Linked DNA regions of Mus musculus: region 2 is linked to region 1. A link is a contact called in public HiChIP or PLAC-seq data. All regions are on one chromosome and are shown on one strand. The core of a region is the stretch at or near the end of the contact, and the rest is flanking DNA. Distances in the headings are between cores, read along the strand shown.

Evidence for each region. HiChIP or PLAC-seq counts read pairs in DNA pulled down with a chosen protein or histone mark.
Region 2: a contact with region 1 is called in an H3K4me3 HiChIP or PLAC-seq map of embryonic stem cells, with 5 times the contacts expected there. The contact joins the enhancer-like site here to the promoter of Clip2 in region 1. A contact is called at or near these places in 2 of 39 promoter capture datasets (both in liver), 3 of 484 Hi-C or Micro-C datasets (embryonic stem cells, natural killer cells and regulatory T cells), 5 of 115 datasets of contacts at active chromatin or transcription factors (embryonic stem cells, extraembryonic endoderm stem cells and pancreatic cancer cells) and 3 of 9 other capture datasets (adipose tissue, liver and pancreatic islet).

Annotation. Positions count from the first base shown.
Region 1 is chr5:134,550,459-134,554,493 of GRCm38.p6, forward strand. It overlaps Clip2 (CAP-GLY domain containing linker protein 2), which reads right to left and starts at 1,976. Exons shown (of 17, transcript NM_009990.3): 1 at 1,588-1,976.
Region 2 is chr5:134,667,421-134,671,172 of GRCm38.p6, forward strand. It overlaps Limk1 (LIM-domain containing, protein kinase), which reads right to left. Exons shown (of 16, transcript NM_010717.3): 5 at 2,898-3,104; 6 at 1,770-1,875; 7 at 1,494-1,660. Among named protein-coding and RNA genes, the nearest start is that of Gm10369, 6.8 kb to the right of the region's middle. Within about 2 kb of position 1,266, at least 13 of the 459 cell types and tissues checked have an H3K27ac peak or open chromatin away from gene starts, as enhancers often do. A contact at or near this core is called in embryonic stem cells, where this site is marked.

The DNA of each region.
Region 1 (4,035 bases), core at 726-3,225:
CAACTTCTGAACTCCTGCTCCTTGGGATGTGTGTTTTTGCTGGGAGTTTGGGGGCTCTGCGTAGGCCCTTCCCACCTAAGTGCCCAGGTTAGAAGAGCATGTATCTGTGTACTCCTCCAAGGTTCTTCTGCTGTTGGGGCTCCTCTATTTCCAACCTCCTCATCCTGGAGCCTCCGCTCGCACTGCTGAAACCCACGGGTCCTGCGCTAAGTGGGCACCTAGTGTATGCAGGAAGGAACTGGCAAACACACTCTACCTTGAACTTCACGCCCCAGTAACCTAAATCTTTCTCTGCCCATCTAAGCCAGAATGCCTCTTTTCTGGAAGCTCATGTGGGAGCCATCAACTAGGTAAAAAGCAGCCTTGGGCAGGGCTCTGGTCTCAGGGTCTGCCTTTAGGGTCTGCCCCACCCTCCAGCTGTGCCTCTTGGGAGCTCCTGGCTTCTCCACTTGCCCGGCATCAGGTTAGGCTGTGCTGTGCTGGGCAAAGTAGCTCTGGTTCTGTGTACCTGCCAGCCCCTGGTGGTGCCAATCCAGGTGACAGCGACCTTATGAATGAAGGACTCATTGTTTACATTTACAACTGATGGGGAGAGGCCTCTGGCTCACAGCAAAGGGAAGGTGGCCCCACGTGGTGCTCTCTAGCTCCTCAGAGCACAGCCCTAGGCCAGCCCCATCCCCAGCGTCCTCTGTCGGGGCACCCTTCAAGATTAAAGCCAATTCCTAGTTCCACAACCGTCCAGGCCCCTGCCCATTTGTAGTCCAGAAGACAGGAGCGGGATCTCAGAGGCTGGATTGTGATTCCTCTACCCCTAAGGTGTTCCTCTGCAACGACCTTTCCAGGCTTTGGCCAGGATCGGGAGAAGGCACGCGTGGCAAAGCCCAGTGAGTCCAGGACAAACACACAGGCCCCTCCTGAGGATCCACGCGGGCTAGCCCTGGAGGCTCAGCCCTGCATCCTGCGTCGCCACTGCCCCTCCCTGGGGGGAGGGAAAAAAACTGCTGCCTCACCAGCTACCAGCGCCAGCTTGGGGGGGCAACCCTGCGGAAAGCCACCCTGCCTGGGCCTCCCCCTTACCCTATCCTCTGCCAAGCCAGGCTCTCCAATCAAGTTTTGCTAAGGGCACCAACCAGGCGACCCCAGGTGGCGGGGCGGGGGCCTCCGTGTCTCATCCCAGATGCCAGGTCTGAAGATGAGAGCTGATGGCCGCGCCCACCAGGCTGTGCCCCCACAGAGCCTGTGTGAGCCTTCCCCAAGAGCTCTGCAGCTTGTCCTGGATCCGCTCTTGGAAAGAGGACGCCAACAAAAACACCCGAATCCCAAGCTATGGATGTTTGCACCATCTGGACGTGCAATCCAGGGGCGCCCCCAACCCCAGCAGCGACCTGGGTTAAGGAAGTTGGGGTTCACCCCGCCCACGCCCACCAGCGGCAGCGACCCTGTCCGCTGTCCTTGCCCACGCGACGACAATGGCTTGGTGATAGCACCCCCTTTTCTTTCCAGGATAGGGTGCCGCCGCCCCCCGCGACTCTGCGTCCTTTGTTGCCCGCGCGCCCCCATCGCGCGCGTCCCCAGAGCGGCGCCTACCTTGGAGCTCCAGCAGCGACCAGGACCCGACACCCCTCGCCTCCTCTTGGTCCGCGCGTCCCGGGAACGAGGATGCTGCGCCGGTCTCCTCACGCCGATACACTAACCGGGTCTCCGCGCTCGGAGTCCGGGCCTCGCACAGGATCTACGTCCAGAAGGGGATAGAGGGAGGGGCCGATCCAGTAAGCCCGGCCGCTGCCTGCGCGCCCCGAGGCGGAGCCGAGCTGAGTCGAGCCGAGCGGGGCCGAGCCGGGAAGATCCGAGCCAAACGGGGCGGAGGCGAGAGAAACCGAGCAGAGCGGAGCCCGGTGGAGCCCTGCCAAGGTGAGCCGAGCCCAGCCGAGAGAAGCCGAGCGCCAGGAGAGCTCAGCGGCCAGAGAGCGAACAAAAGGGGCCGGCGTAGCGGCGGGCGCAGGAAGGCGGGGCCCGGAGCGCGGGGGGTGGGGGGGAGGTTGGGGGCGGTGCCCACAATCCTGGTCTCCGGGTTCTCAGGCAACAGTGACGCGCAAAGACTGGGGAGCGGGCGGGCAGAGAAGTCTTAGGAACCTGGTCTTCCCCATCAAGACCATCTACAGCTGACTTGAGCCTTGGAAATAGATTTCACTCACAGGCCCTTCAGCCCTACGCATTTATGTGTGTTCCAGTTTCTGTTTCAACCCTGCATTGCTTATGTAAATATTCCATATAAGGAGACTGAGACACTTAGGAACGTAAGGGGGCGGGGCTGGGATCTGGAAGGCTTTTCGCAAGGGTTGACTTAGGGACTGTGTTCAAAGAGGCGAGGAAGGGGAATGATGCAAATGACCAGAGAGCTTCAGGGGTACCACCTGACACCTGACACTAGGCAAACTGAGCGGGAGGACAAGCGGAGCTACACAGTGAGACTCTGTCTCAAAAAAATCCTTAAGGTCTCACTCAGCGTGGTGGTACGTTAACCTCTGGACCTCAGTTTCCCCATCTTTAAAGGAGGCAGGGTGTTTTTTAGTTCATCAGAACAAAAAGGTAGTTGTGCATTGATGCCAACAGTAGGCCAGCCCAGAGGAACTCTTGCAGTGAAGAGAGTCTGTGTGAGAAGAGCCAAATTCCTCAGAAGTGGACCGTATACAAAGTAAAGAGTGGGTTGTTCGAGAAAGAGCAAGTTTTACGTAGCTAGATGGACAGTTTCAGTGTTGAAATAGGACCTAAATCATGGCAGACTGGAACGAATCCACCTCTTAGGTTGGGTCCTGGCTTAGAGGTAGAGCACCTACCTAGGATAACCCCAGGGAGGGGCTGGGGGCGGGGCTCAGGGGTAGAGCCCCTGCTTAGCATTACTGAAGCCCCAGGTTCCATCCACTAACAGAAAAATGAAATAGCTGGCCATGGTAGCACCTGCCTTTAATCCCAGCACTTGAGACGCTGTAACAGACTGATCCGTATTAGTTTAAGCCCAGCCTGGTCTACATAGAGAGTTCCAGGCCAGACAGGGCTACATAGTCTCAAAAAGAAGGAAAATTAATACCACAGATAAAAGAGTTAAAGTTCACACTTCAACCATCAACCATAGTTCTCTGTCTGTAAACCCTTCAATGTGTGTCTTAGAAAGAAAGGATGAGGGCTGGAGAGATGGCTCAGTGGTCAAGGGCATACATTTCAGCTGGGTGTGGTGGTGCATGCCTTTAATTTCAGCAAGTTAGGGGCTGCACTCTGTAGCTTGAAGCCAGCCTGGTCTGCATAACAAGTTCCATGCCAGCCAAAAGTATACAGTGAAACCCTGTCTCAAAAAATAAAAGACTGGGGCTGGTGAGACGGCTCAGTGGGTAAGAGCACCCAACTGCTCTTCCGAAGGTCTGAAGTTCAAATCCCAGCAACCACATGGTGGCTCACAACCACCGGTAATGAGATTTGATGCCCTCTTCTGGTGCGTCTGAAGACAGCTACAGTGTACTTACATATAATTAATAAATAAACAAACAAATAAATAAATCTTAAAAAAAAAAAAAAAGACTGTACACTGCTCTTTCAGAATCCCGGTAGGAGGAAGAAAGATCCTAAGTTCAAGGCCAGCTTTGGCCACATGATAATTTGGAGGATGGCCCAGGCTACATGAGTCACCGGGACAAGGATTTGTCCCCATGTGAGCCACCTGAGCATTCTGTTGGTGCCCTCAGCAGGCAGACAGAAGGAACCCCCAACTGACATGCCCCCAGGTGGACCCCCAGCAAGAATCTCCCTGCTAAACATCTGCTTTGGGCTATTGGAATCAGCTCCAAGAGACCCAGCTGGCTGCTCATGGGTGGAACCTCAAAGGGTGACTGATCTTTGGCCCTAGCTGTTGGCAAGCTGGTTCTAGCTGAGGAATCCTCCCCTTACTGGGGGATTTCTGGCAGGTACTCGGTATCTCAACCACGCCCCAGCTTTCGCTGGGGAACTCTAGGCCAGCACTCTATCCATGTGCTACATCTCCAG
Region 2 (3,752 bases), core at 16-2,515, 120 kb after region 1:
CTCTGCCTTACTGTTTTTCAGACTTATTATTTTTATTTATCTGTTTGTATCTATGTGTGGGTTTGTGCATGTACCTACAATGGCTGTGGAGGCCAGATAAAGGACCTTAGATCCCTTGGAACTGGCAGAGGTGAGCCACTCAAGTGGGTGCCAGGAACCAGACTTTGGTCCTTTGCAAGAATACACACATTCTGAAGTCTCTTTTTTCCCCCTCTGAGACAGGGTCTCACTACGTAGACCAGGCTGGCCTGGAACTCAGAGATCCATTGGCCTCTGCTCCCTGAGTGCTGGGACTAAAGGTGCAAGCCACTACACCCGGCGGGCTCTTAGCTGTTAACTGCTGGTCCAGCCTCACAGCATCCTTTTGAGACAGGATCTCTTGACTGAACCCTGAGCTGGAGTTCCAGATATGCGGCCTTTTACATGGTGCTTGCAGGGCACCTCTGAACTGAGGCCTTCTTGCTGGCACGGCAAGTACTTCTACCCTGGGAGCCATCAACCCTGCACCGTCTCTTGGTATTCCCAGTGAGGAACATGACCAGAAAACGAAGGAATGGAAAAACAGCAAGAATGCACAAGCAACTTATAAAGAAAAACGAGCTTCATATTTATAATAATGAACAACGGCATGACAACATATTGCTGCCGAGCCAATGACATGAGTGGAATTTGTACCAATTCTATTTATATGAACACAACTATTCCAGAGTTGGCACAGTAAATAGGGTTTTTTTTTTGGTTTGTTTATTTTTAATAAATAGGGTCTTATGTAGCCTAGGCTAGCTTCCAACTCACTAGGTAGCCAAGGATGACCTTGAACTTCGGACCCTCTGGAGTGCTGGGTTACAAGTGTGTGCCGTCAGTCATGTCACACTTGGATGACGTGGTGCTAGGGATGGAACCCAGAGCTTGGTGTACACTAGGTGAATACTCTGACCACTGACCCAGAGCCCGGCCTTAAAACATGCTCTATCTGTCCTGCTCCTCACTGGTACCTCTGCCTACAGAAAAATGTACAGAAAACAGTCTGTTGCGCCTCTTAAGTAAACTGTAAAATTAGAGCGAAGGCCTACAAGATGGCTCAGTGGGTTAAGGCACTTGCCACTAAGCCTGACAGCCTGAGTCTGACCGGTACATAGACTCTGGGGTGTTCTCAGGGCCCATCTTGGTGCTCCCCTCCCCCACAGAGTAAAGAGCAATGTAAAATAAAAGATGTGAGCCTGCCCAGGAAGGTCGCTGTGATCCCAGCAGGGGGCACTGTTGCTGCCTCCTTCCTCAGGCTCTCACAATCCCTACGGATGCTGGCGGAGTTGAAGGGATGAAATGGAGGAGCCTGGAGTGAAGAGCACTGGCCTCTCTAGCAGAGAACCCCAGGGCAGCTCACAACCATCCAGCTGCAGAGCATCTGACACCCTGTGGCCACCAGGCACACACGCAGCGCAGAGGCACACACGCAGACAAGACACCCACGTAAAAGAAGCAGGTTGACTTACAAGACAGGTTTCTGCCGGGCAGAGCTGGCTGCCTGTCCGCTGGGAGTGTGCACCGGGGAGCTCAGGGGGCTGGGATCCGACACGGGCCCATGGCCCAGTGAGTCATGGGGGTCGTGCTCGAGGGTCAGCTGGAGCAGGCGGCTGGTCTCCTGGATCAGCAAGTCGATCTGGGGACAGGTGTGGACAGGTGAGTCTTCTGAGGTGGTGGCAGAGCTCAGGGCTGAGGCTTCTACTTCTAGCACCCCCTCCTGTCTGTCTGTGAGTCCGTGGCCCTACCTCGTCCAGCGGCACATTCCGGATGGGCGTGCCATTGATTTCCAAGATCCGGTCTCCAACGTGGATGGAATTCTTCACATCTGGGCTCATGCAGCCTGGGTCCACTCTGGGGATAAAGCGGTGGTTAGACTAGTTCCCCTCCAACCTGTCAACTTCCGCCCCAAGAGGAAAACTGAAAGCCAAGACCACCAGGTGTGTGTGTGACCTGAGGTGGAAATTGCAATATACTGTGGTTTTAGTTGTTACCTTTGACAAAAGATTTTACATGGGTGTTTTGCCTGCATGTATGTCTATATACCACATGCAGGCATGCCTGATGGCCACAAGGGTGTCTGGAGCTAGAAGGTTGTGAGCCACCACGTGGTTGCTGGGAACCCTGGTTCTCTGAAAGAGTAGCCTGTTGCTCTTAACTGCCGAGCCATCTCTCCAGCTCCAGTTTTATCTTACTATTAGCGTCTACTAACTACGTTCAACACCAGGCTTCGCTGCGCACCCTCATGCACTACAGAAGGCATCCGACCACACTTGCCCATCCCTCCTGTTCTCCGCCCACTTGCACGGCTCCCCTTACTCTTTGCTATTCTTCTTCTTCTTTGGTGACTTTTCCTTTGTTGGTGTGTGTGTGTGTGTGTGTGTGTGTGTGTGTGGCCCAATGTTTCATTACAGCTGCTCATAGCGGACAACACCGGAACTCCGGGATTACAGGCACAGGCACTGCTTGACTTAAAACATAATTGTTTTATATTCATTTATTTACTGTGTGAATATGTGTCTGTGTGTGCGCGCATGCGTGCAAATCAGAGGACTGTTGGTTTTTTCCTTCCACTGTGTGGGACCTGGGAATGGAACTTAATTTGTCAGGTTTGGTGGTAAGCATCTTTAGCTGACAGGCCATGTTGACAGCCCCTGTACTTTTTAAAAATGGGTTCTGGGGGAAGTGACCTCAGTTCCCCCTGCTTCTAGTATGTGGATACTCTGGGTCTGCACCCTCTGAACCGTGAGCTAAGAGCCATCTCTTCCCCACACAGGTTGTTTGCATCAGGCACCCTGTCACAACAGCAGACAGCTAACTAATACAATCAGGTCGCTACAACAGAGCCCCATCTGGCAGCGTGGCATTCCACTCACCCTTGGACTCGGACAGTGTGCGAATGCTCCGTGCCACATCCTGGTGGGCCGTGAGGGGGGTCGATGGAGACAGACAGGCCTCGTTTGCCATGGGCAGAGGCTGGGATAGACACGAGGGTGACTGTGTGGGGCAGGTGGGAGCCGGGTGAGTCAGGTAGGATCTGTTCGATGACTGGAGTTACCACGGTCTGGTAGTAGCACTGGCCACTGTGAACGCCATCGGTGGTGCGGATCCAAAGAGAAAGGGAAGAATAGAGCGTTGGGGGGAAGTCATTGATGCTTCGCTGCAGCCCACAGCAAACCGGTGGGGTGCGGGATAGGACAAGGCAGGCCCAGTTGTCTCAAAGCCCCCAACTCTGGGTCTCAGTTATTCTGTTAAAAATAATCTTTTTAATATTACTTTTATTTCTGTGTGTGTTTGTTCAAGTATGTGTGCCAAAATATATGGGGGTTGAAAGGCAAGTTGCTGAAATTGGTTCTCTCCTTCCATCATGGTCCTTAAGGTTGTTGTTTAGTGGCTAATGCCTTTACCTGCTGAGGCATCTCAGCAGACTGTTATGTCTGGGTTCTTTCTGTTTTTTCGAGACAGGGTTTCTCTGTGTAGCCCTGGCTGTCCTGGAACTCACTCTGTAGACCAGGCTGGCCTCGAGCTCAGAAATTCACCTGCCTCTGCCTCCCAAATGCTGGGATTAAAGGCATGCGGCACCATGCCTGGCCACTGTTATGTCTTTTAATTACATTTATTTATTTATTTATTTATTTATTTATTTATTTATTATATGTAAGCACATTGTAGCTGTTTTCAGACACTCCAGAAGAGGGCATCAGATTTTTTGTTACAGATGGTTGCGAGCC